Linked DNA regions of Mus musculus: all the other regions are linked to region 1. Evidence: chromatin contacts called from public ChIA-PET and promoter capture Hi-C data. All regions are on one chromosome and are shown on one strand. The core of a region is the stretch at or near the end of the contact, and the rest is flanking DNA. Distances in the headings are between cores, read along the strand shown.

Region 1 (6,609 bases), core at 2,557-5,056:
GTCCGGAGTTCAAATCCCAGCAACCACATGTTGGCTCACAACCACCTGTAACAAGATCTGACGTCCTCTTCTGGAATGTCTGAAGACAAGTACAGTGTACTTACATATAATAAATAAATTAAAAAAAAACCACATATGTGACATATGTATGTGTGTGATATATTAAATGATTTATGCTTATCTAGCATTTTTAAAAAGGACTGAAAACAAAAAACCAAATAGTAACAAAGAGAAGGAGAATAGCTACCTGATATAAGGGAGGAACGTTGATTTTGGCTTGTGCCAAAGAAATTTTGGACATGGTGAGGAAGAAGACCATGGCAAGTGGTAGAGCGAGCTGCTCAGCTCATGGTGGCCAAGGAAGGGAGAAGAGGGCTGTGTCCAGGGATAAAACACACCCTTCAGGGGCTGGAGAGATGGTTCAGTGGTTAAGAGCACCGACTGCTCTTCCAAAGGTTCAGAGTTCAAATCCCAGCACCCACATGGTGGCCCACAACCATCCATAATGAGATCTGACACCCTCTTCTGGTGCATCTGAAGACAACTACAGTGTACTTAGATATATAAATCTTTAAAAAACAAACAAACAAACAAACAAACACATCCTTCAAGGGCACACAGCCTGTTTTGTTCAACCAGGGTTTGTTTCCTACTCTATTTCTCAGTGATATGATAAACTATGATGCTTTAGCAATCCCTTGCTAGGGTTAGCGCCCCCAGGATCTAATCACCTCACAAAGGCCCCACCTCTGAACACCATTGCATCGAGTACTAAGTCAGCACATGAGCTGTAGGGGAACATTCAGATACAGACAGGTGGTATGAGGGGGTTCTTTTGTGATCAGAGTGGTTGCTTGGGGGGTGGTGGTGGTGTTGTTTCAAGACAGGGCTTCTCTATGTGGCTCTGGCTGTCCTTTCCTAGAGCTTGCTTTGTAGACCAGACTCTCCTCAAACTCATGTATGTCCACTTGCCTTTACTTCCTAAATGCTGGGATTAAAGATGTGCACTACCACAAACTGGTAAGGAGTGGTTCTGTCCTCACTGTGGGGACAGACCTGTGCTCCTACATAGGATGGAGGTAAACTCTAAACACACATGAGGATGCACATGCCGGGTGTGGTGGCACATGCCCTTAATCCCAGCACTCGGGAGGCAGAGGCAGGCTGATTTCTGAGTTCGAGGCCAGCCTGGTCTACAAAGTGAGTTCCAGGACAGCCAGGGCCACATAGAGAAACCCTGTCTTGAAAAACCAAAAACCAAACCAAACCAAACCAAACCCCTGGAGGATGCACATGGGTTCAAAGGTCACAGATACTGCCCGGTTTTGTGGGCACTACGTAACAGGCTCCTGCCAATCTGCTGCTGTTGATGGCTCTCCATAGTTTTATATCACACCATTGGGAGAAGCTGGGTGAAGAGATAAAGGAGTTGTTTTGCCCTGTATTTGTAACTTCGTATAAGTGTACAGTCATTTTAAAAATTTATCATTAGGGGTGCCCCTGTGGATGTTAAGAGGACAACTTTGGGGCTGGAGAGATGGCTCAGTGGTTAAGAGAACCTACTGCTCTTCCGAAGGTCCTGAGTTCAAATCCCAGCAACCACATGGTGGCTCACAACCATCTGTAATGAAATCTGATGCCCTCTTCTGGTGCATCTGAAGACAGCTACAGTGAACTTAGACATAATAATAAATAAATCTTTAAAAAAAAAAAAGAGAACAACTTTGTGGAATTGATTCTCTCCATCTACTTTTAGTGTGAGTTGAGCTCAGGTTGCTATCTTGTGAAGCAAGTGCGGTCACCTGCTGAACCCCCTTGCTGATCCTTCATTTGTTTTAAAGAGTTATTTTTATTCATGGTGTGTGCTTGTGCATATTATCTGCCATGTGTGTGCAGGTGCTCTGGAAACTTGGGCCCTCTGAAAGAGCAGCAAGTGCTTTGAAATGCTGAGCCATCTCAGACAGGGTTTCTCTGTGAAGCCCTGGCTGTCCTGGAACTTGCTCTGTAGACCAGGCTGGACTCTAACTCAAGTGATACCCCTGCCTCTGCCTCCTGAGTGCTGGGATTAACGTCACTACCTTATGGCTGTCTCTCATTGTTTTAAAGTGGGTGAGTGGAAGAAATTTAAGATGGAAAGGAAGCAAGCTGCGTGGCCAAGACTGGTATTGGAAGGTAAGCAGCAGCAGTCTGGATAAAAAAAATGGACCAGCAAGAATTTCAAGAGCCTTCAATCACTCTTACTTTGAAGGCATGGTCAGTAGTCTTCTCCACTCTGCCCATTTTAGATGGTTGTTTCTTCCTTGTCTTAATTCTCTTCAGAAACAAAGAGATGTATTCCTAGTGGCAACCCTATTCATCTTAGTCCACTGGGTGTGACCCTAGGCTTTTAGCTCTTTCTAGTTATTAGCTTTACCACAGCTTAAACCTAAAAGTTAGCTTCTTGGCTGCCAGAGGGTTTTTTTTTTCTTCTCTTCCCTTTTTAAAAATACATCTGAATTTGATGTCACTGCAGTTGCTAGAAGTTGCCAGAAGGCTGTCCTCCAGCTAACTGTCCCTTGCTCTAGCTTGTATCACGGTTTTGTTACAATTAGCATTCAGAATATGCACTGTCATCTTATTAAAATTTATATTTTTTTAGTGGAGAAGGTTCAAGTAGAGTTTATTGTGAGGCTGTGGGCTCATCCCTGCTTTTCTTAGTTAACTGTGTTTGAATTCAGCTGAACTTCTGAGCCTCAGCTACTTCAAAAGGCGTCGCGGTTTACTAAGGTTAACGCCTGAGGGAATATTAACCTTGCAGACAGTAATCTAATTCAGTGTCATCACAAGTGCATAATGCGGGAGTTTGGAGTTTGGCCAAAAAGCCTATTCAAATGAACATTCAAGGGGTGGGGAGGTGGGTGTGGACAAGGAGAGAATTCCAGAAATGGTTATGTAGATATTTTAATGTCCTTTCCCTCTCACCTCAAAGGTTATGTTTAAGTATTGCAGAGAGGTGCTAAAATAAAGCCTTGAGATTGTGAAACAGAAATCCTAACGAAGGTGCTCCATCTCTCAGGAAGTTCCCAATAACCCGATCGACATTCACTGGGCACATTAAGTTAGCTGACCTTGTACTACTGTGTGGGCACAAAGGTCATTAACTGTAAGCCCTCCCTTTGTATAGGCAACTAAAGGGCCTTGGTGTTAAATGAGGGCGCTCCTAAGAAACCAGGATTTAGTGAAGGTCGTCGAAGGGCTGCCAAAAGATGGCTCAACTAAGCAATCTTAGGTATGCAGAGATTATAACCAAGTCTTTGCTGACATGCAGACCGTGGTTTGGGCCAACGAAGTCCTGACTGGGATCTCTTGCTTTTTCTCGGTGCCCACATCCTGCATCGCGGTTTGCAGACTCCAACCAGGTTTTCTAGTTTCAAGGGTGCAGGGTAGCATCTTCCGGAAAAAGAGGAGAGGCTAGGTAAGAGAATAAAAGAAAGATCCAAGAAATCCTGGCTAAACCCTTCATCGACGTTCCCGCCCCTTCCACTTCCCAGGGCCTGGGCCGCTATTTAATCCCCATTTTTCACTTCTCGGGGTGCCAGGCACGCACCCAGCCTCAAGGGGAGGACGTCCCTCTCAGTGGCTTTCCCAGCTCCCATCAATTTCAAAGCGTTTTCCTCTCAGGCCCATCAGGGGGACCCCCAGAGCGGGGCCCAGCTTTCCCGGCCACGCCGCGCTGCTGACACGCAGGCGCCAGAATCAAAGCCACGCTTGGTCTCGCAGCCAGGTCTCCGCGCCAAGCGAGGGCCGGCGGCCCGGAGCGCTTCCTGTGTGCGATGCTTCCCATAATGCACCGCGCCGGCAGCGGCGGCGACCGCGGCGACGCTCTAGCCGCGCCATGTCTGCCTCTCGACTGCTCTGGGAGGAGGAAGAGAAGGAGGAAGAGGAGGAGGAGGAGGAGGGGGAGGAAGAGGAGAAAGGCGCAGGGGTGGGAGCTGTCGCCGGAGCTGCCACAGCAAAAGTTCTCTCCCCTCCCCCTCGCCCTCCTCGTCGGGCCCGTGGGAAGGTCGGAGCCGCCGCCGCCTGCAGTCAGTGACCGCGCGCCTCGGCGCCAGCCCCGCGGTAAACGCTCGGCCTGGCAGGCCTGGGCCCGGGAGGGCGGGGGAGGGGAGGGGGCGGCGCGCGGTCGGGGGGGGGGGAGCGCGGCGACGACGGTGTGACCCGCAGGAGCGGCGGGCCGGCCGGCCGGGGGGCGGCCCGGGAGGCGGCGGGCGCAGGCCGCGGGGAGCGCGGGGCTGGGGACGCGAGGATGGTGGGTCGGGGCTTGGAGAACGGAGAATGACGGGGGCGGCGGAGGCGAGAGAGCGGGCGGCCTCCGAGGCCTGCGGCCGGTGTCGGGTAGGAAGGTGGGATGCACGCGGGGAGGCCTCGGGGTGCCAGGCTGTGGGCGACGAGGCCGGCCAGACCCTGGGGTTCTCCGCCGTCTTGGTGCAGTGCTTTCTGCACCGCAGGCCTCGGTCGCCGCTGCTGCCTCGGTGTGCTCGTTGGCTGCAGGGAAGGGCAGGGGCTGGTGAAAAGGGGATTGCTTGCAGGAAGCCGAGTAGGAGTGCGAAAGGGGAGAAAGGGGCCGGAGGGGAAGATGCCGGATAGGTGGAGGAATGCCGGGGGTGGCTGTGGAGCAGTCTTGAGGATTCTGAGGGTGTTCATTGTGCAGATACGTTAGGTGTTTCATTATGGAAAGAACCGAAGCGTTTCCAAGGCAAGGGGAAGAAGGCTAGAGTAGTTTCTACGGATAGAAGGAAGAGCGTTTGAAGCCAGAGGAGTGCTAAATATTGGAAAAGAAGCAGAGAATGCATAATAGAATAGACAGATGTAGCATAATTATCAAATGCTGGCCCAAGGTCTAAAGAGTTATTCCAGATGGGCCAGAGTGGCCTAGTTCGGAACCTGTTTGGGCTCTTCAGTAGATGACATCCGGTAAGTGTGGGTCCCCGCTTGGTTGGGGGTCATTGAGAATTTAGTCACTTAGCCTGTAGATTGGTTTGAGACATTTTAGTGCCGCACTAGTGAACTGAAAAATCTTTGAAAGAGACCTTGAGAAACCGCCTGGCTTCTGGGCATTCTTGAGGCCACGGAGTTGAGAATTTTAGCAGATTTGGAGTATTGTCTGTTACCGGAGGGTGGATGAACACCGTCCTGGAAGACGGTGGAATAGGAATTAACGTGGCCTGGCGGTGTTCTTCTTCACTGCCTAGCTTATATGGTACCACCAGAAGAGCTGGTGCCGTATTTCAGCCTAGGTTGCAGGACATAGATTGTAATTGTCCGGGTCAAGAGTTGGTGCATTCTAGTCTGGTCTTTGAAGGCTCCATTTGTCTAGTTCTATACTTCGGGTTGGCGGGAGATCCTTTTCCATTCACAGTTCCGGGTGTACTCTTTCACGGAGGCATGATGTTATTAAAGAAAATAACATCTGCAAGCAAAATGTAGGCAGAGCATCTAGAATATCTGTTATCTTAGCTTATAAGGAGGTCAGGAGTGGTTGTAATGCCTAAGGAAATCTGAAGTGACAGGATGAGTCGAGGTCTCATGAGGAGGGACAGTCCCTATGTTAGGAAACCAAGTTCTGCACTCCCTGAATGCACAGTAGACCACATTTTTCAAGAAGGAACACTGGGTGAGAACAGAGTCTTGTCCTTTTTGTTTTGTTTTGCTTTTTTTTTTTGAGACAGGGTTTCTCTGTAGTTCTGGCTGTTCTGGAACTTGCTGTTGTATACCAGGCTGGCCCGGAACTCAGAAATCCACCTTCCTGTGCCTCCTTAAAGGCACAGCCCGGCTAGAACAATGTGTTAAATTCTATTTGGATAGTGGTCACCTTTTGTTATTAAGAGAAATTACATAATGTGTTGTGGTATCATTTCAACTGAAGGGAAGACGAGTATGTTAAATGTGACAGATCTTTTTCATGGCAGTTGAAGGAAAAGAGAATAATGGGGAGGATGGGGTAACATTCGGGAGAGGGGAAGGAAACTCAGGTATATTCATTCCTTTTTCTTTCATTATAATTTTTCTTATAGAAATAACTGGATTTTTTTATTTTTAAAAAAACTTGGAAATTTTCCGGTTAGTGCATTTAGATTTGCTCACTTTTAAAAAGATTTTTTTTTTTTTTTTTTTGGTTTTTCAAGACAGGGTTTCTCTGTATAGCCCTGGCTGTCCTGGAACTCACTTTGTAGACCAGGCTGGCCTCGAACTTAGAAATCCACCTGCCTCTGCCTCCCAAGTGCTGGGAGCAAAGGTGTGCGCCACCACGCCCAGCTAAGATCTTATTTTTATTTATGCATATGTATTTGTCTATGTGAACATATGCCATGGATGTGAGGGTAACCAAGGAGGTTAGAAGAGAATGTTGGATCCTCGGGAGCTGGGATGACAAGCATTTTTGAACTGACTGATGTGGGTGCTGGAAACTGAACTTGGGTCCTTTGGAAGAGCAGGACGCACTCTTATTAGCTGCTTCTTTGGCCATTTTAAAAAAGGGCTTACTTGACATGATGCACCCATTTTTACTGTCATGGTGTTCGTGGCTCAGTTTCCCTCTGCTGCACTGGTATTGTGTATTGTCATTTCTTT
Region 2 (6,609 bases), core at 1,183-3,682, 390 kb after region 1:
AGGCTCTAACCATCAATGTGGAGCCAGAGTCTGCAGGGTGTAGTTGAAAAAGGAGAGGCAGTTGCAGGTGTGTCTGAGCTGGTGTCTCACCTCCAGAGGGAAAGCAGCCAGCTGTAGGCCCCACAATTGGGCAGAGGAATGAACGAGTAAACTGATACATTCCCCGAACTCCAGTGCAGAAGTTGGGGAGCTAGGAGGAAGCCACCGGCAAGGATGCATGCCTGCCAATCTTCCAAACCATAATGTTGCCCACCAACTCAACAGAAACTTTTAACCACTTAAAACTACTTATTCACTGAGGAGAGAACTTATTTACTCTCACCCAGCCATTGATGCATGTGTGTTCTTGTGCAGTGTCACCTCAAGACTCCGCTGTGACCCGAGTCAGCTTTGGAGAACTAAAGGCCAGCTAAGGGTCTGAGGGCTTGCTTTGGGGGAAGGACGTTCTGTGTTTTGCTTATTGTATTGTGAGATCCTGGGCAGTGGGAGGACTGTGTGGTGTTTGGTCCCCGGTGGAACTATCATCTTGTGAGATGTCCTGGGTTTGGATGAGGTGAAGAGGTCAAAGCATTATCCCCACCCAGATGATGGGGACTCCACAGCATATATTTCTGGAAATGGGACAGCTGTTAGAAATGGTTCTGTATGTGTTTCTTTGATGTTCTCTGATTCCTCTAAAATTTATGAAGGTCCCCATCTTTTAAGTGTGCCCTATGCCCCATGGTCTGGTGACATGTGTCACCGATGGACTGTCACCACTCACTCTTACCTCCTACAGCAGGACCGTTTAGTCAGGTACAGAGGATTTTAACCATGTTACATTCATAGTACAGAGAGGATTCTGTTGCTCTTGGTTGATGCTAACAAAGTTGCAAAGCATCGCCATCTAGAAGCCATGGGTCTTGTTTGTGTCTCTGTGTGGAACCAATGGTTCCTTGTGTCATTGTGAGCCCCTGTGCTCTGCTTGCCTGAGCCCAGATCCCTTTCGAGGTAGCCAGGTTCTAGCCCTTCTGGCAGTATTCCTGCTTGTTCCAGGCCTCATTGCTATGGGAAGAGCCAGTGTGGTGGCTGTTCCCAGACACTTCTAATGTCTTCAGCTGGCAGCACAGCTGGTGAACACCTGTGTAGGGGGCAAACTCCCAGGTGGTGAACACCTGTGAAGGGGGCAGACTCCCAGCTGGTGAGTCAAGAGTACAGGGCCAGGAGCCTCAAGCCCCACAGAATGAAGTACTCTGTTCCTGGGAAGAATTCCAACATCCAGAAAAGTGTCCTGTGAGTTCCAAAATTGCTTGTTGACTCACAAGTTTGGCCCAAATAGAACGGAGTGAAAGTTTTCATTTTGTTCTTTTATTACTGTGAAAAACACCAGGAGAGCCCCCAAACAAGGGTGCATTCACAGTGGGTCTACCATTTGTAGGTAGGGGAGAAGCTTTCGGTAGAAAGGCCTCTGCCCACCATTGGGATGAAGGGGGTGTGGGTGCTCTCCTACTTGGGGTTACATCCAGAAGGAGCCCCAAGAGGACACCAGCAACCCATGAGCAGAACAGACAGGCTGAGCCCATGCCTGGACACGCAGAGTCTTTGCTAGACAGAAGTGCTCAGAATGGATAATTTGTGTGCATAAAAGTGTCACAGTCCTGAATTGGGCTCCCATGACAAGGGAAGTAGGCAGAAGGGAAAAGCCACACTGCCTAGGAGATAATGAAATGGAGAAGATCCAGGCCAGGTAGAACTTGTTTATCCTGGGGGCATCAGGAACAGGGTTAAAAAGGAGGGTCTTCCTAGTTCCAGCCTGAGCTCTCTAAAACTCCAAGGTTTTTTGGTTTTGTTGTTTTTTTTTTTTTTGTTGTTTGTTTTCTTTTTTTCACTTCATGAGCCAGCTCATGACTACTGGGGCCTATTTCTTAGGAGGAGAAATAGCATCATGTGTTCCCACCATGGGCCTGGCTCTATGCATGTAAGGTAGGTATCTGGCCTTACAGCATGTGGGTTAGCCAGTGCTGAGCACTCAGAGGAGAAGCATGGGAATGTAGTTTCTGTGGCAAACTGCCTGCTTAGCATGTATAACGCCCTGGGGTTTAGCCTCGGAACCACATAAGCAGGGCAGAGTGGTACACTCTTAGAACCCCAGCCCTCAGAAGGTTGAGGCAGGAGGATCAGGAGTTCAAGGCCTTCCTGAAGAACAGGACACCCTGTCTTAAAAAAAGGGAAATACTGGCAGGTTTGTGGTTGGCAAGAGGCATATTGGTACGTGGCTTGGGCCCTCAGAAGTGAAAGGGGGTGGTCTAGGTGGGTTTTTGACATGAACAGCCAGGCTGAGGCAACCCTGTGAGGGCTGCCTGCCTTATTCTCAGACTCCCACGTAGTAGAAGTGTGAACCTATGTGGGCTGGGGGTGGAGTTGAGTGTCTGAGGTGCTGAGTGATCTTCTTAACTGGGGAGGTTGCTTCTAGAAGCGTCTTAAGTCATGTTGAACCAGAACTACTGTACGGTTAGAGCAGTCAAGCTGCCTGGTGGTATTTGAGGTCAAAGACTGAGCTGACTATTAGACTATTGTGGTCTAAAAGAGGAAGTCGTAAAAGACAGCCCGTAGAGGAGAGCAGTGTTGTTGGAAAGAGACTGGAGGAAAGTCTACCAAGATGCTGTCTATTCAGGTGTGAAGTTCCAGAGTGGGCACGGTAGCATCACCCCGGTGTGTGGCCTTTGGGTGCCTCCTTAAGCCACTTTGCCTAGTAGTGACCTGTATGGGTCTCTATAACTATGGGGCTTTGCCCAAAGCAGTAAAGCTGTACAGCCAAGTTGCTCTTGGCTTAGTGTTTCATAACACACTCAAAACTAGGGGCTTTACCCATATTTCTAAATTTATGTTCATTTTTCTTTTGAGACCAAAGCAATTCTTTGGGTAGAAGGACAATACAAGGTTTTGCATTTTGATATTTTATTTAAAACAGTCCATTACAGCAGATAGAAATGTTTATTTCCCTGAAAGCTCTTTTTCTTCTTCTGCTTCTATGGGAGGGTAGAGTCAGGAGTGGACCCCAGGGCCTTGCGCATACCAGACAAGTGCCGCCCTGTGGATCTGCACACCCCCAGCCCTCTCATATCTTCTTGACAGTATCAGTTCAAGGTTCTAGTCTTGTTCCAGCATGTTTGGTTACGGAAATGGTTCTGTAGCTTGCCTTTGGGAATATGTGTTCTTTTCTTTTCTTTTCTTTTCTTTTTTTCTTTTCTCTTCTTTTCTTTTCCTTTCTCAAATCCCCAAAGAAGAAAACACAATAGGAACATTGAAGTTAAAATAATCACTTTAAACTCTTTTTAAAATAACAGGTTAAGATAATAGGAACATTAAAGTATTGAATGTCAATCAATTCATTGTACTTTGGTGTCTCCACAAGGTCACACCCCTTTATGTCTGTTGCAAACTTTAGCCTGCACAGTAGCCTGTGAAACCAAAGGGGGACCATTTAGGTCTGAAAGGAGGCAGGTCCTGGCCTGCCTCTGTCACATGGGCATCTTCAAAGAAAACATTTTTCCAGTGGGGCTGCCTGGTAGATTCTGCTATATAATTTTAAATGATGGGCTCAATATCCTTGTTCTGAATTGTTGAGGAATGTGTGTTCCTCAACAGGGTAAAAAATAGTGATGGGGCGGAGCCAGTTTGTCAGGGGAACTGAACCGACTCCCTTAACTCTGGGCATTACCTAGGCCTGCTCTACAGAGAAAAGGACAGTTTGCCATGAGTTGCTGTGATGCATGTGTGTTGCTGGTGTTACAGGTAAACGGGGATGAGGCTGCAGTACAAACTCCGTTCTGTTTGTCCTGGATCTTGTTCTGTATACCTTTAATGCTGACACCCAGGTTGACTGTGTGAGACCCATCATGAGAATGTTATTTAAAGTTGTATTATAATGTCACCTCCAATAATTATTCAGTACTGTAGTAGCAATGTGTTATTTGTAAGAATTTGGTTATTTTTTATACTTATATCCACTCTAAGTCTGGCGTTCTAGTCAGCAAACAATGATACAATAAAATTAGTAAGATTCCCATTGGCTTTCTCTTACAACAAGCAAACGAGAGTGTAAGTGGTTTGGTTTTTTTGTTTGTTTGTTTATCAGTGCACCGTTTAAATAGTTGAAGTGAATAGTGGACTCTAAATGGCAAATGGAGGCAATGAGTCATCTCTCTGTCCTCAGTACCCCAAAGCAAAGAAACACACTGTTGATGAATGGGTGGGTGGATAGATGGATGGATGGATGGTTGGATAGATGGATGGTTGGATGGGTGGGTGGATGGGTGGGTGGGCAGGTGGCTGGATGGGTGGCTGGATGGATAGATGGGTGGGAGAGTGGGTGGGTGGGTGGGTAGGTGAATGAATGGACCTACCTAAGTGATAAAGACCTAACTCAGCTATAACACCATCCTGTCTCTAAATTGGAGAGCTAGATCAGGCACTGACTGCTACCTGTGCCCACTCCATGCCAACTCCTCTTGTCTTGGAGATGGGACAGTTAATAAGCATGTCTAAGAGTCTATGGGACTTTAAAACCAGTCCAGGAATCTTTCACATATGGTGGCCAAGGATGTGGTTATATAGCTAGATATATGTTCACCAATTTGTTCATTAGTTGCTTCCTTGGAAGCCTTTCATATATATATTTATTATACAATGTATAATATACAATGTTCTGCCTGCATGTCTGCCTGCACACCAGAAGGGGGAACCAGATCTCATTACAGATGGTTGTGAGTACTGGCTTCTGGGAATTAAACTCAGGACCTCTGGAAGAACAGCCAATACTCTTAACCTCTGAGCCATCTCTCCAGACTGCCTCTCATATACTTTTTAGGGGGAAAACCCTTCATACTAGTGGAATCCAATAACCACAGCTTAAGGCATGAGAGCATCTTGTCAACAGACTCAATTAGGCTGTAGCTCATCAAACAGTTCTGCTTTACTCTCCTTTCACTAACAGTGCACAACTGAGATCTCCACACACCCCCCCCCCCAGACAGAGTTTTACTGTATAGCCCTGGCTGTCCTGGAATTCACCCTGTAGACTAGGCTGGCCTTGAACTCAAAAATCTGCCTCCTCCCTCTGCCTCGTGAATGCTGGGATTAAAGGCATGTACCACCATTATCCAGCCCTTCTCCCCCTTTTTAATGCTAATATCCATTATATACTTCTGTACCAATTTGTTTAGCCATTGGTCAGTGGACACTTAGGTTATTTCTACATCTTGGCTTCTGAGACTAGATGGAAGCCTTTTGCTTCATCAGGTGGCCTGAACATTCAACCCACTTGGGCCTCCACCCTGGCTGAGCCTCTGCCCCAGGGTCTGGTTTGCTGGGAAGGAAAGTTCTTCAAGCATCCTAAGACTCAGCCTGAAGACTTCTGTACTTCCAGTCACTCATTTTCCAGTCTCTTGGGGAGCAAAGGCCAGATGGGTAGTGTAGTGATCACCCTCGGGCAGAGTCCTCCTGTGTTGGTAGGTGATAGCTATGGTACTCGCAGTGCTGATAATGGCATTGTGACATCATGCAGCTCTTGACAGAGTAAACAGAAACGAGATTAGAGAGATGGGGCAATACTGTCTGTGCTGACTTTTAGACTTTATATAGTCATTCCTCACGGACACTTGATATAAGACTTTCTTCTATACTTCTCTGCTGTTTCTTCCCAAATTACCATGACAGGCCCGAGTCTAACCCACTGTCTGAATCTGCCCCCCTCAACACAAAGGGACCAGTTAGCTCCGACTTTTAACTGGGGATGGACAGCAGAACAGTCTTGTCAGATATTCTATGCTAAGGGCTAGCCTCATAGCTAGGAAGCAGTTAAGCAAATATGGACTAGTGGGGGCATGAATTATGGTCACTTGTGCCTATAATCCTAGAGTTTAAGCAGAGGGGTGACGGCAAGTTTCTTAAGTAGCTAGCCTGGACAAACTGTGGTGCCTAGAAAGGGTTTGTCTCGGAGAAAGAGAGAGACATTTACTAGACATGTCTAACCTGTGGTCCATGGAGTACATACAGGATAGATATGAATGCAGCCCAACACATTTGTAGATGAAGCATTGTGTTCCAGTGGGGAATAATGTATGGAGTGTGGAATAACTATGCAATTGAGTATCACCAAAAAAAAAAAAAAATGTAAAGGAACAGACTACTATAATAGGGAGAGATGCGGGGGCTGGAGAGATGGCTCAGTGGTTAAAAGCACTGATTGCTCTTCCAGAGGAAGTTCAATTCCCAGCAACCACATGGTGACTCACAACCATCTGTAATGGGATCTGATGCCCTCTTCTGGAGTATCTGAAGACAGTGACAGTGTACTCATATAAATAAAATAAAAAATACATAATTAAAAAAATAAAATTCAGATTTATTTTTAAAAAAAAAAAAAAAGGAGAGATGCAGCCATAAGACTGAGTCCAAAAGCTTTGTACTAAGTGAAAAAAAAAGAAAGAAAGAAAAGAAATCTGGGTGGGCTGGAGACATAGCAGTCAAGAACACTCACTGCTCTCTGACCTGGACTCTGTTCTCAGCACCCACATGGCAGCCCACAACTTCCTGTCATTTCAGTTCTAAAGGATTTGATGCCCTCTT
Region 3 (6,609 bases), core at 2,401-4,900, 320 kb before region 1:
CACAATTAACTTGATTGGAAAGCACCATATTCAGATATTAATCCCTAGGGCCTCATAAGTACTGAAAGACAGAAGATGCTAGCCAGACTCCAAGATGGCCCACATAACTCTTTCTGGTCCTTATGCCCTGGTGTTGTCTTCCCTACACTAAGTGGGGAAACCACAAGGATCTGGTGAGAGAAAAAGTGTGATTTCCAGAGCCAGGCAGTAAATAACATGGCCGCTTCTATCTCACTCAAAAGCTCACTCCCAGGGAAGTGCCTTGTCTGTCATGAGGACACTTAGGCTGCCCCTGGCCAACCTCAACCTTCTGGTTAACATTGTCTACTTGGTTGCATCTGGAACCAATAAATGTGTGGCCGTGGCTATGAAGGCTTTGCAGACCAGGTTATCTGAAGTGGGAAGACTTAGCTGACATGGGCTGAATAAAACAGAGAAAGCAAGCTGAGTGCCAGTGTTCATCTCTCTCTCTGCTTCCTGACTGTGGCTGGCTTGTGGCTGGTCCCTTCTGCTCTTGCTGCCACACCTACACCTCCAAGTGTGAGCCAAGACAACACCTTTCATGTCTGCCCCAAACTGCTTCCTGTGTGACATTTTGTCCCACAGACAGGGAAAGCTTAACTGGCCCAGATCCCACACCAGAGTCACTTGCTAAACGCCCTCAAGCGCCCACCCCACAGCAGCGCTGAAATGGGAAGGTGTTTATACTTTAGGGCGTTACATTAGTTGGTTACATTGTTACCGAAAAGTAATCCACCGAATTCAACAAATGGCGTAATTGCAACAGTACAGGGACAAACAAACCGGAACTTGAAACATACTCGTCCATTCTTCCTCAGTTTCTTTCCTTGCCCTCTGGGCTAGATTTATAATTTCACAAGAATGAAGGAACCTAAAGTAGAAAAGAAACATTGATATCAGTTCCAGGGAATGCTAATTTTTTTCCCTTTACTCTCAGGCTCTTTTTGTAGGAGAGAAAACAAAACAAAACAAACAAACAAACAAAAACCCCACAGAATCCCAAGAGCTATCTATAGCTTGTCTCCTCCTGCTTAGGGAAGCAGGCTCATAAGATGCAGGCTTGTTTTTGTTGTTGTTGTTTTCCAGACAGGGTAGATGTAGGCTTACTAAGTGGCTGGCTCCATTACTGGTTCATCAAACCAGAAGTTATACTCAAGGTAGTCTTTTGCCTCTTTTTACGGTAAATTGACATCTAACACAATTTTAATGTGTGTACTTGTACTCTGAGTTTGACTGTGAATCAACAGAGAACTTTTTTTTTTTTTTTTCTTTCAAGACAGGGTTTCTCTGTATAGCCCTGGCTGTCCTGGAACTCACTTTGTAGACCAGGCTGGCCTTGAACTCAGAAACCTGCCTGCCTCTGCCTCCCAAGTGCTGCGATTAAAGGCATGTGCCACCAACGCCCAGCTTCAGATTTATTTTTGATTCTTTAATTTCTTCTATTATTCTCACTTATATATTAAATTAAATATTTCTGCCCTGCTCTATCAGAGAACAGAATTTACTGTAACTTGACTTAGAGAAATCGAGTTTGGGCTGACAAGATGGCTAAGCGGTTAAAAGCAATCAGTGCTCTTCCAGAGGGTCCTGAGTTCAAATTCCAGCAATCATATGGTAGCTCACAACCATTTGTAATGAGATCTGACACCCTCTTCTGGTGTGTCAGAAGAGGCCATCCTTGGCTCAATACAGGGAGTTTGGGGCCAGCCTAAGCTACATGAGACTTTGTCCTTCTTGTTAATGGCTTTAAAAAAAAATGTGTATGTGCCTGCTTGTCTCTATGTGCACTGTGTGCATACAGCAGATTTCCTAGCGCTGAAGTTATAGGTAATTGTGAGTCCCTGATGTAGATGCTGGGAACTGAACTGAAGACCTCTTTAAAAACAGTGTATGCCCTTAAACATTGAGACATTTCTCTAGTCCCTGTCTCAAAACAAAACAACAACAATAACAATAACAAGTTGCATGTAAAATCTAGCTCTAGAGTCTGAGGCCATCTTCCGACCTCTGAAAGCACACACATAAACAGGTTTTTAAAAAGGAAGTCTTGCTGGGCGGTGGTGGCTCACGCATTTAATCCCAGCACTCGGGAGGGAGAGGCAGGCGGATTTCTGAATTTGAGGCCAGCCTGGTCTACAGAGTGAGTTCCAGGACAGCCAGGGTTATACAGAGAAACCCTGTCTTGAAAAACCAAAAAAAAAAAAAAAAAAAAAAAAAAAAAAAAAAAAAAAAAAGGAAAAGAAAGGAAGTCTTGACCTTTTAACATACCACATGTCTAATCTGCTTGTTGTCTTGTTTTTTTTTTTTTTTTTTTTTTGCGAGGAGTGAGGGAGCAAGGATGAGATTTCTTACTCTGTAGCTCAGGATATCTGTGTACACATAATGTACCTCTTACTGACCTAAAACAGAGCAATCTTCATACTTCAACCTTCTAAGTGCAAGGATTACAGACACCAGAGCCAACATGCCATCCTTGCTCCCTCATGTAGGCTGCAAGAGGGCAGACGTTTTAGTCTGTTTACTCTGGTGCCCTACAAGCCTACAGCATTCTTGGTAGTGGTAGTCATTCAATAAATTACTCTCTGATTAAATGAATGGATCCATCAGTTCGCCTTAATTAATGCACAAGTTAGGAACTGTAAATCTGAGTCTATTAAATTTATCTGTGGGCTGGTGAGATGGCTCAGTGGGTAAGAGCACCTGACTGCTCTTCCGAAGGTTCAGAGTTCAAATCCCAGCAACCACATGGAGCCATAACGAGATCTAGCTCCCTCTTCTGGAGTGTCTGAAGACAGATATAGTGTACTTACATATAATAAATAAATGAATTTTAAAAAATTTATCTGCATCCGACAAGTCAGGGAAAGGATGGAAGGATATCTTCTATCTCTCACTTCCTCACATCGTCTCCCTTTTTTTCAGATGGGGTCTCATGTAGCTCAGGCTGACTGGCACTCCCTATGTAGCAGAGGATGGTCTTTTAAGTCCTATTCACCTGCTCGCACAGCTAGAATACTGGGGTTACAAGCAAGCACCGGGACCGCGGTTTGCCTCATGGATGTTTGTTGCTGTTAAGATGGGGCCTTGCTATGTAACTTAGCCTAGCCTCGAATTTGTGATGTGATCCTCCTACCTCAGTCTCCGGAATAAATGCTGAGGTTAACGGGCAACGGCTACCACACCCTGTTTGTTAAATTAAAGATGGGAAAAAATAAAAGAACAAATCAAGAGAAACTCCTGCCTTCATGCTCCAGGTTTTTCTCTCCTATATGGTAGGATCCCAGTCTCCATTCTAGGAAGAGGAGAAAACACTTAACTTTTCCTTACCTCTCTACCAGCCCAGCTGGAGGCGGGAACCAAACTAATCGGTAGCTATGGCAACGCGTCGCGCAAGCTCTTTTTTTTTTTTAAGTAGGACCCCTGATTCTTTCTTAGTCGACTACGATTTTGCCTTTCCTTGTTCCTAAATAATACGTGTTGCCGCTTACAAAGACGAAAGGGCAGGAGGGAAAGAATTTAAAGTTCTTGAGCGCGGCTTGGCTGAGTCGAGCCTCTCTCTCTGTCTCTGACCTTTGCTTTCTGGCGCAGTGTGAGCGGCCTAAGCGCGGAGAGGGGCGGGGCGTGCGTCCCACAAGGCCGCGCGGCGGGGCTTGCCTTCCTCTTTCCGCCATCTTGGCGCCTGTGGAGGTGAGGGGGGTTCCTGCTGCTGAGCTTTGGGGCCCGATTGCTGGGGTGCGTTTAGTTTCATCCCTCACCGAGACAACCTGGCGTCTCGGAGAACCCGACCGCCAGAGGTTTCTGGGGATTCCAGGAGGATGGAGGGCGGGATGGAGGCGATGACGGGCTGATGGTGTGGAGGCCCCGGCCGGGGGAGGAGAGCTCGCTGGTCTCGGTCGATCTCCGGCTCGGGAGGAGAGAATGGGTGCATTTCCCCCGGTCTTACTGGCCCGGGGAGCGGTGGTCCCTGGGAGCTGGGTTCCCCGCACAGAGCCGGATCTCGCCTGTGTTAGCTGCTTTCTGTACTGATGGAGGCATGAGCTCGCCTCCGGGTTCCTTTTGGGGTTTGAGAAGTTAAGTCTCGGGTGAGTCGCCTTCCCACCCGGCCTTTGCCCACGATTCCGAGTCGTTCGTTGTCATTGGTTGTCGGAGCCCTGAGTATTTTGCCAGGCTCTGCCTCTATAGGGGGCAGGGCGTAGGTAAGAGGTCCCCATCCTTGGGACGCCGACTGAAGCCATCTCTCGCGCCGGGAAATAGTGACAGGTGGGATGCGTGCTGCATGACTCTCGGTTGAGCTCTCGGTTTTGTTTTTCAGGCCTGCTGGGAACAGGACTTCTAACAGCAAGTATGTCTGGAAGGTACGCGATCTCACAATAGTCGTTTTCTCCATTTCTGTTTCGTTCTATTAAACGCGAAGCTAAAGTTCAGTGTAATGCGGGAGGGGAACGAGAGGTCTGCTGTAGATAGCTGGAGTAGGAATTGCTACAAAGCAAATCATGGTGGCTTGCTAAAAGATACATGAAAAGTTGTAACGGGGTAGTCATCATGTCTTTCTTAACGTTGTCTTAGGCTGTGGTGCAAGGCCATTTTTGCTGGCTACAAGCGAGGTCTCCGGAACCAAAGAGAGCACACGGCTCTTCTTAAAATTGAAGGCGTTTATGCCCGAGATGAAACGGAGTTCTACTTAGGCAAGAGATGTGCTTATGTGTATAAGGCAAAAAAGTAAGTATGCTCCCATGCCTTTTAATTTTTGGTTGACTAATCTCGTTTTTTCTACTGAAAAGGTAGGGGTGTTAGTGAGAAATTGGTGTGGTTGAGTCTTCCTAGACACGTGAAGAGCTTAGAGGAAATTAGAGAGGGATCTTTTTGTCGGTGGTATGGACTATATAGGCACCATTGGTTCGTAGTACAAGTGTAGAAGTTCCCTGTGTTAAGTCCCTAACATGGTTAAAAACAAAGATTACAGCTCTTAGTACCTTTCATTTTCCTTTGAAAGGGTTTATATAGTACTTTTCAATGTATCTTGATTTGTTTTAGTTACTAAAAATGACAATTACTAGAATAGATTGTTCTTGTTATTGTACAATTTATTTGCTCCCACATCTATATTGAGTTAGGTGATTCTGCTCTGCTCTGTGAACAAACAGTCTATTGCACCCTGACTTAGAACAATTGAGGTTACATTTGGAAAAACTAGTTGAAAAATTAGTTAATTTTTTATGTGCATTGGTGTTTGCTTGTTTGTATAGCTGTGAGGGTGCCAGATTCCCTGGACCTGGATATTTGTGTGTATGTGTGCGTGCGCGCGCGCGCGCGCGCGCGCGCGCTTGTGTGCTTGTTTTAAGCTGGGTTCTATATTGGTTCTCTGGTCCCTCTTTTCCTACTGGGAATTGAACATAAGGCCATACAGAAATTGGCCCTTGTGTGCACTGTCAGGGCATGCGTATGTGTGTGAGTCCTGCATGCCCTTAGTCCCAGCATTCAGGAGGCAGACCTGAGTGAGGTCTGTAGCTGAGGCTCAGCCTGGTTGAGACCTCAGTCGTTTGCTTCATGCCATCATTCTCAGTCTCTGATAGCCTGTGCTTTCAGGTCCTCGTTTTCAGCTTTTATCCTGAGTAGGTGTCATTGCTGTGTCTTTCCACATTTACTCTTAATGGTTTTAGTACACAGATTCTTCTGACTATCCTGGAAATAGGCTTTATGTATATGAATTGTTGAATGAATATTGTTCCCCCCAATTTCTCAAGGTGTTCTGTGTGGAGAGTAGAGGTGGGAGCCTGGACCCTAGGAAATAACTGAGTTAGTGTCATGTTTATGTCCGTGTTGGAGCTCATGCCGCTTATGTCTTTAAAAACCAGCAATACAGTGACTCCTGGAGGTAAACCAAACAAAACCAGAGTGATCTGGGGAAAGGTAACTCGGGCCCACGGAAACAGCGGTATGGTTCGTGCCAAATTCCGAAGCAACCTTCCTGCAAAGGCCATTGGACACAGAATCCGTGTGGTGAGTGCCAATAGCAAAATAAATGGCTCTTTTGATACTTACTACCTACCTCAAGACTTGTGAGTGTAAAAGTCCAGAGTATAAACCAGTTCTGTGAATTGGTGACTGACTTAAGTGGAAAAAAACAGAACTGGCAGGGTGAAGCAGGCGAGGGTGGCCCGCAAATGAATAGCATTTAAGTTTCATTATCACTAAAGCAACCTGGGAGGAGAAATACTTTGGACAGGATTTATTTGTGTCTTTGTGCCAAAGTCTTATGGTGTGCCCCCGGTTGTCCTGGAACTTGTTATGTACACAAGGCTCATATTTGACTATGGCAGGTTCTCACAAAGTTGTCAAGGCTGGTCTTGAACTTAAGTCCTGCCTCAGCCTTCTAAGTAGGTGGGATTTCAGGCCAATGCTACCTAGCTCATCTTATGTCGTGCCTTGTTTGGGGGGCATGTTATGGTTTGTTATGTCTACCATCTCAGTCCTGCCAGACTAGACAGTGACTTTATCCTGTACATGGGAAGCATGCTCATACCATGTTTCAGGACTTTGGCCCACGGGGGCATGCTATGTTGAGATTTTTGTCATACTTTCGCTTGG
Region 4 (6,609 bases), core at 2,726-5,225, 260 kb after region 1:
ACAACCACGTGCAACTCCTCTTCTAGGGGATCCAGTGCGTCTTCAGGCACTTGCATGCTTGCGGTACACATAAATGCATGCACACATGCACATAGACAATAAATTAAAATGCACAATATAAAAGTGTATGCTACTTTCTGAGGGTGCCTCTTGCGACCTAGACTCTGGTACTAATTAAATGAACACAATCTAAACCACCTTTTAGATGTCATTACAGCTGTGTGGTAGCCCATACCCGTAGCCCCAGCAAGCGGGAGGCTGAAGCAGGAAGATTTCTAGGAGTTTGAAGCCAGCCTGGGCTACATAGTGAGTTTCAGACTAGCCTGGACTACACAGATACTGTCTTAAACAAACAAATCATGTTTATTAAGTCATTAATAGTTTAAACAAAAGGTACCAGTCTGATGATCAGATACAATTTACTGTAAGTACTATCAGATAATCCATTCTTGGCTTTTTTTTTTCTGTTTTCTTTTTTGCCTGTGGATTTTAATGACAGGGTCTCTCTGTATAGCCTTGGCTATTCTGGAACTCACTCTTAGACCAGGCTGGCCTCAAACTCATATCTTCCTGCCTCTGCCTCCCAAGTGCCGCCACCACCCATCTTCTTGGACCTTGTGGTTTAAGTTCTTCATCAAATCCAAGAACATGTTGGCCATTATTTCAAGTGTTGTCTCCAGTGCTGAGTTTTTCCTTAGAAGCCCTGCCCCAGGCCTTTGGTCCCTGTCATCGTCCCAAAGATCACTGGGACTTCTTTCTTTGTATTAGTTCTGCTCATCTGTCTTTGAGGTTGAGGGTTTTCCATTCTTTTCAGTTTGCTGGTAAGCCCATCTAGCAAGCTTTCATCCCATCACTATCTTCTTAGCTGGAAGTCTTACTCTCTCCTCTGGTATGGCTTATACTTCCCTATTGATGGCTCCTATTTTTAAAGCCATTGCTATCATGGTCCCTAAGCCACTGACACTCTACTTTCCTTATTGCTCTGCATGTGTTTAGAAGGAGTGCTCTGAAGTCTGTGTTAAATCTAACATGTATGTTCACTCCTAGTTTCCTTCACTTGATTATTATTTTCTGTAAGAATAGGTTATAGTTTTCTGTTTCTTTGCATGTCTTATAATCTTGAGTTGAAAACCAGACAATGTATATGATATTTTATAGCAGTTCTCGGTTCTGATAAACTCTTATAAGTTTTTGTATGCTATATGTATCTTATAAGTTCATGTTTGTCTAAGTAAAACTGTGGAGTTGAACTGTGGGATGAGTCTCCCCTGCAGTGTGTGTGGCTGATATCTTTAGTTGGCTTTATATTTTAGTCTTAATTTTTGCCTTTTGAAGCCTGCCCCACCACCAGAAGATAGCCAAGTCTACATCCTCCCACTAGCAAAGTGAAGAAGTGATGGATTGCCCTATTTATTTCTACTCTGCTCACCATATTTAGCTTGCAAAGTTAGCTTTTCTCCCTGATCCAAGTTGCCTTGTCCCCTCTGCAAGTTTGCAACTGGTAGGAAGGCCCAGCAATTGTTTTTGTTTGTTTTTAAATGTTTTAAATTTATTCTTTGATAATTTCATATGTGTACACACTACATCTCGATCATACCTGGGAGTTTTCTGTTTGGTTTTTTATTTTCTTTGGAACTTGGGATTGAACTCAGGGCCCTGTGTATCCTAGGCGAGCACTCTGCCACTCAACAACAGCCTCAGAATTGTTTTTCCTTTCTTTTATGTATATGAGTGCACTGTTGCCCTCTTCAGACACACCAGAAGAGGGCATCGGATCCCATTACAGATTGTGAGCTACCATGTGGTTGCTGGGAATTGAACTCAGAACCTCTGGAAGAGCAGTCGGTGCTCTTAACTGCTGAGCCATCTCTCCAGCCCTGCTTTTACCTTTTATTTTGAGTCAGGGTCACACTAAATTGCTCATGTTGCCTTTGATCTTAAAATCCTCCTGCTTTGGTTTCCTGAGAATATGTGACTACATTCCTGTTATACTTCTGGGCCCTACACTCCAGCAGCTTTTGAAAAATAAATGCTTTTCAGTTAATTTCCCTATTTGGTATGTTTCTGAAGTCCCGAGGTAGTTGTTTTTAAAACAAACACGTGCGCGTGCATGCACACACTCACACACACACACACACACAGAATTTTACACTTACTTTGGGGAGGAAGACTCATGGTCTCTTCCTCTCACCATAGCTGAAAGTCCCTCTGGTTCTCTGATCATGAAGAGCAACCTTTGAAGATTTAACCAGAATTAGAAAATTGTATAATTGTCCTGATTTAGAAAATCTGTTTGGGGAATTGTGTATCAGGAAAACGACCCAACCCAAACAGCAAACCAAAAACTGTGTTCTCCATTGTTATGGTGACATTGCTTGTATTGATGACAAATTAGAAAGAAATGTTCAACATTTGGAAAGTGATTAAGCCAACTGTAATATCAATGTGATTGGAATATCTTGTGGATTTTAAACATAATTCTGTGCAACATAAATCTTTGGTTTCTATGCTACTTAGTAAAGGGACTCCAGCCAAGCCTGAGCACAGCAGACATAGCTCTGGCAGGCCTTGCTCCTCTTCCCTATCCCTTTGCTTAAAACCATTAGATTACATTCCTAGAGCTAGCCACCAAGGTCCATTTTCTTATTTGGCCACTTCCTCTACCTGAGGCTGACTACCAAGGTCCAGCTATCAAAGTATTGAAGTCCAGCAATCAAAAGCCCCCTTCGTCTCACCTAATTAGCATGCCCAATTAAAATTAAACGTCATCCTAATACAGGGTTTTCCCCTTTATCTTTATAAAAGGCCATTTTATGGGCCACATCTGTCTTCTCTATCCAGACATAGTCCTTGTGTCCTTCTCCTCTGACAAATTTCCCTTCCCCTCTTCCTTGTTCCCTTCCCTTTCTCCCTTGTCCTCTGTCTCCTGTCTTCAGCTCTTATTCCCTGCCTTTTGTCCCTCTGGGGCAAATAAATCTCCATTGCGCTGAGAATTTAGTTTTGGGGTGTCCTAAGCTGATATCAACCCTTCAACCTAGGATTCTCTTTACATACTCCGATAAAGATACAGGGGTGGGGTGTGGAAGTGTATTCTTATTAATAGAATGCTTGCTTGTCCTAACAAGGCCCTGGATTCGATCTCCAGCATCACAAAAAGAAGGAGGATGAAAGGGAGAAAAGGAATGAATGTTCAGAGATGGTTTAGTAGAAATTCTAAGTAATTTCTATATAAGTTCTTAAGTTTGTAACTAAAAAATGGATACAATTGTGTTGATTTCCCCATGCTTAGAATGTTAGTGTGTGTATGAATTTCATGAACATGAAAGGTTGTAGACATGCCACTAGATTTTAAGTCAATAATATGTGCTGTTTATTGGTTTGCTATTATTTACCTGAACAATACACTACTTGGCTCACTTCTTGCTTTCCAACTGTAGACTTGATAACGTAGAGCTGCCTTCCTGGTCTTGCTGCCACAGGGCACTATCCTTCTCCTCCTCATGTATTTGGAATCCTCCCCCAACATGCACATCTACGCATACTTCCTTTAGGAACAATATAGATGCTTCTTTTGGGCTTGTTATAAAGTGTCCTGATAATCCCATAGCAAGCTGAAGTGGTAGAAAAATACATGGAACACACCCAACTGACTGAACACTGCCTTAGCACTGCAGGCCTGTTAAATGTCTGTTGTTTCCTTTTATGATCATGGGGCTGTGTGGATACTCTGGGACACTGTCTTATGAAGAGAGTGGTAATGATCAAAATGAAGTGCAGTTTCTCCTGAATGCATATTCTCCCCTGCACCTTTGACAAGTAGTTAAATCTAAGTTGCACCATCCAGAGTTAGGCACCAATTATGTAATTGAGCTTATACAAGATCGAGTGTTGGGAAAGAGAGCCTAACATCTGATAAATCTCAGAGAGGCAGAAAGATACATCCCTGGCCAATAGTGTTTCCTCTAAATCAAAAAAGGAAGCTGTATTTTATTAAGCCTGTGATTGAAAAGAATGACTCATGCAACGACATGTTAAAATTGCACATTGTAAGTCATAGCACTCATAACAGAATTCCTTCTACAGTAATTCTGCCAGGCATGGTGGCTCATTCCTGAGTCTCGGCACTCTGGGGGCTGAGGCAAGGGGATTTTGACAGCCTGGCCTTCACAGCTAGAGTCTATCTCAAAAGAAAAAAGACAGTTGAACCATCATCCATTCAAACCAGTGGTAAATCTTGACAGATTTTGTTTAAATCCACAGTTAGGAGATTTATTAAGTATTTCTTACTCACAAACTCTTAAATGCCTGGAGATTTTAAAAGGGCAATTCACCATTCACATACAGATTCAGAACTTTGAGTATTATAACTCAGTAAGCACACGATGAAATCAAATGAGTTTCGAGACCATGAAGATGTCTTTGGGGGGGGGTGAATGGCTCATTTGTTCAGCCCCATGTATGGGGTGTCTGCATTCTGTGGAGCATTTTCAGTGCTGGAAGAGCATGCTTGGCAGGAACAGGAAGGGCTTTGGTGGGGCTTTCATTCCTGAGGGGGAGGAAATGCATGGTTGGCAAACATACACTGCACTGTAAGTGATAAATATGATAAAGAATTTTTAAAAAACCAGACAATAGGACGTAGACTGGGTCTATATTAGTTACTTTACACACTGATGAGGAAAGAATACCTCAGAAGAACAACTTAGGGAAGAAAGGGTTTGTTCTGGCTTACAGTTCAAGGGTAGAGTCCACCACAGTGGCAGGAGCTTGAAGAGGCAGCTAGTCATATCCATCCAGAGTCAGGAAGCAGAGAGGGGTAGGTGACTGTTCTCAGCTTTTGCATTTTCTTTTTCTTTTATTTTTTTCTTTTCCTTTATTGGATACTTTCTTTATTTACATTTCAAATGTTATCCCCTTTCCTGGTTTCCCCTCTGGAAACCCCTTATCCCATCCCCCCTCCCCCTGCTTCTATGAGGGTGTACCCCCATCTTCCCACCTATTCTGACTCCCTGCCCTGGCATTCCCCTACACTGGGGCATCAAGCCTTCCCAGGACCAAGGGCCTCTCCTCCCATTGATGCCTGACAAGGCCATCCTCAGCTATACATGCAGCTGGAGCCATGTGTACTCTTTTTGGTTGGTGGTTTACTCCCTAGAAGCTCTGGGGTGGGGGGACTGGTTGGTTGATATTGTTGTTCTTCCTATGGGGTTACAAACCCCTTCAGCTCCTTCAGTTCTTTCTCGATCTCCTTCATTGGTGACCTCATGCTCAGTCCAATGGTTGGCTGTGAGCATCTGCCTCTGTATTTGTCAGGCTCTGGCAGAGCCTCTCAGGAGACAGCTATATCAGGCTCCTGTCAGCAAGCACGTCTTGGCATCTGCAGTAGTGTCTGGGTTTGGTGACTATATATGGGATGGATTCCCAGGTGGGGCAGTCTCTAGATGGCCTTTCCTTCAGTATCTGTTCTACACGTTGTCTCCATATTTCCTCTTGTGAGTATTTTGTTCACCCTTCTAAAGAAGCACTGAAGTATACACACTTCTGTCTTCCTTCATCTTGAGCTTCATGTGGTCTGTAAATTGTATCTTAGGTATTCCAAGCTTTTGGGCTAATATCTACTTATCAGTGAGTGCATACCATGTGTGGCTTTTTGTGATTGGGTTACCTCACTCAGGATGATATTTTCTAGTTCCATCCATTTGCCTAAGAATTTCATGAAGTCATTGTTTTTAATAGCTGAGCAGTTCTCCATTGTATAAATGCACCACATTTTCTGTATCCATTCCTCTGTTGAAGGACATCTGGGCTCTTTTCAGCTTCTGGCTATTATAAATAAGGTTGCTACGAACGTAGTGGAACATATGTCCTTGTTATATATTGGAGCATCTTCTGGGTATATGCCCAGGAGTGGTATAGCTGGGTCTTCAGGTAGTACTGTGTCCAATTTTCTGAGGAAACTCGAGACTGATTTCCAGAGTGGTTGTACCAGCTTGTTTGCAATCCCACCAACAATGGAGAAGTGTTCCTCTTTCTCCACATCTTTGCCAGCATCTGCTCTCACCTGAGTTTTTGATCTTAGCCATTCTGACTGGTGTGAGGTGGAATCTCAGAGTTGTTTTGATTTACATTTCCCTGATGACTAAAGGTGTTGAACATTTCTTTAGGTGCTTCTCAGCCATTCGATATTCCTCAGTTGAGAATTCTTTGTTTTAGCTCTCTACCCCATTATTTAATAGGGTTATTTGATTCTCTGGAGTCTAACTTTTTGAGTTCTTTTTATATATTGGAGATTAGCCTTCTATCAAATGTAGGATTGGTAAAGATCTTTTCCTAATATGTTGGTTGCCTTTTTTTTTCTTGTCCTATTGACAGTGTCCTTTGCTTTACAGAAGCTTTGCAATTTTATGAGGTTCCATTTGGTCTAGCATTCAAACTCAAAGAATGCCACCATTCTCTTTTAGGGTGGGTCTTCCTATGTTAATTAACCTAACCCTGATGATCCCTGACAGGAAAGTCTAGAAGCTTGCCTCCTTACTCAGAGAAGGGCAAGAGATAGATAACCAGGAAGATGGTAAAAGCTACAACAGTAAAGGGCAAAGTGTCAGACTT

The links. Promoter capture Hi-C pulls out the DNA fragments that hold promoters and counts their contacts. ChIA-PET counts read pairs in DNA pulled down with a chosen protein or histone mark. Capture Hi-C pulls out chosen DNA fragments and counts their contacts.
Region 2: a contact with region 1 is called in an RNA polymerase II ChIA-PET map of memory CD8 T cells, with 21 read pairs. The contact joins the enhancer-like site here to the promoter of 1700007L15Rik in region 1. A contact is called at or near these places in 1 of 39 promoter capture datasets (liver), 1 of 484 Hi-C or Micro-C datasets (embryonic stem cells), 16 of 115 datasets of contacts at active chromatin or transcription factors (the 230-238 cell line, craniofacial prominence, embryonic basal ganglia and 9 more) and 3 of 9 other capture datasets (adipose tissue, liver and pancreatic islet).
Region 3: a contact with region 1 is called in a promoter capture Hi-C map of adipose tissue. The contact joins the promoter of Rpl35a here to the promoter of 1700007L15Rik in region 1. A contact is called at or near these places in 1 of 39 promoter capture datasets (erythroid cells), 1 of 115 datasets of contacts at active chromatin or transcription factors (effector CD8 T cells) and 2 of 9 other capture datasets (adipose tissue and pancreatic islet).
Region 4: a contact with region 1 is called in a promoter capture Hi-C map of hippocampal neurons, with 2.7 times the contacts expected there. The contact joins the enhancer-like site here to the promoter of 1700007L15Rik in region 1. A contact is called at or near these places in 2 of 39 promoter capture datasets (the 3T3-L1 cell line and hippocampal neurons), 1 of 115 datasets of contacts at active chromatin or transcription factors (embryonic basal ganglia) and 1 of 9 other capture datasets (liver).

Annotation. Positions count from the first base shown.
Region 1 is chr16:33,376,930-33,383,538 of GRCm38.p6, forward strand. 1700007L15Rik (RIKEN cDNA 1700007L15 gene) reads right to left here and starts at 3,807. Exons shown (of 2, transcript NR_045709.1): 1 at 3,587-3,807; 2 at 2,925-3,450. It overlaps Zfp148 (zinc finger protein 148), which reads left to right and starts at 3,846. Exons shown (of 9, transcript NM_011749.4): 1 at 3,846-4,098.
Region 2 is chr16:33,767,504-33,774,112 of GRCm38.p6, forward strand. Heg1 (heart development protein with EGF-like domains 1) reads left to right here. Exons shown (of 15, transcript NM_175256.5): 15 at 1-692. Among named protein-coding and RNA genes, the nearest start is that of Muc13, 24 kb to the right of the region's middle. Within about 2 kb of position 2,433, at least 105 of the 459 cell types and tissues checked have an H3K27ac peak or open chromatin away from gene starts, as enhancers often do. A contact at or near this core is called in the 230-238 cell line, adipose tissue and memory CD8 T cells, where this site is marked.
Region 3 is chr16:33,052,803-33,059,411 of GRCm38.p6, forward strand. Rpl35a (ribosomal protein L35A) reads left to right here and starts at 3,651. Exons shown (of 5, transcript NM_001130485.1): 1 at 3,651-3,708; 2 at 4,334-4,376; 3 at 4,588-4,740; 4 at 5,877-6,021. The coding sequence starts at 4,366. Iqcg (IQ motif containing G) reads right to left here and starts at 3,384. Exons shown (of 11, transcript NM_178378.3): 1 at 3,349-3,384; 2 at 822-892. The coding sequence starts at 829.
Region 4 is chr16:33,638,021-33,644,629 of GRCm38.p6, forward strand. All of the region lies in intron 9 of Slc12a8 (solute carrier family 12 (potassium/chloride transporters), member 8), which reads left to right. Among named protein-coding and RNA genes, the nearest start is that of Heg1, 43 kb to the right of the region's middle. Within about 2 kb of position 3,976, at least 26 of the 459 cell types and tissues checked have an H3K27ac peak or open chromatin away from gene starts, as enhancers often do. A contact at or near this core is called in hippocampal neurons, where this site is marked.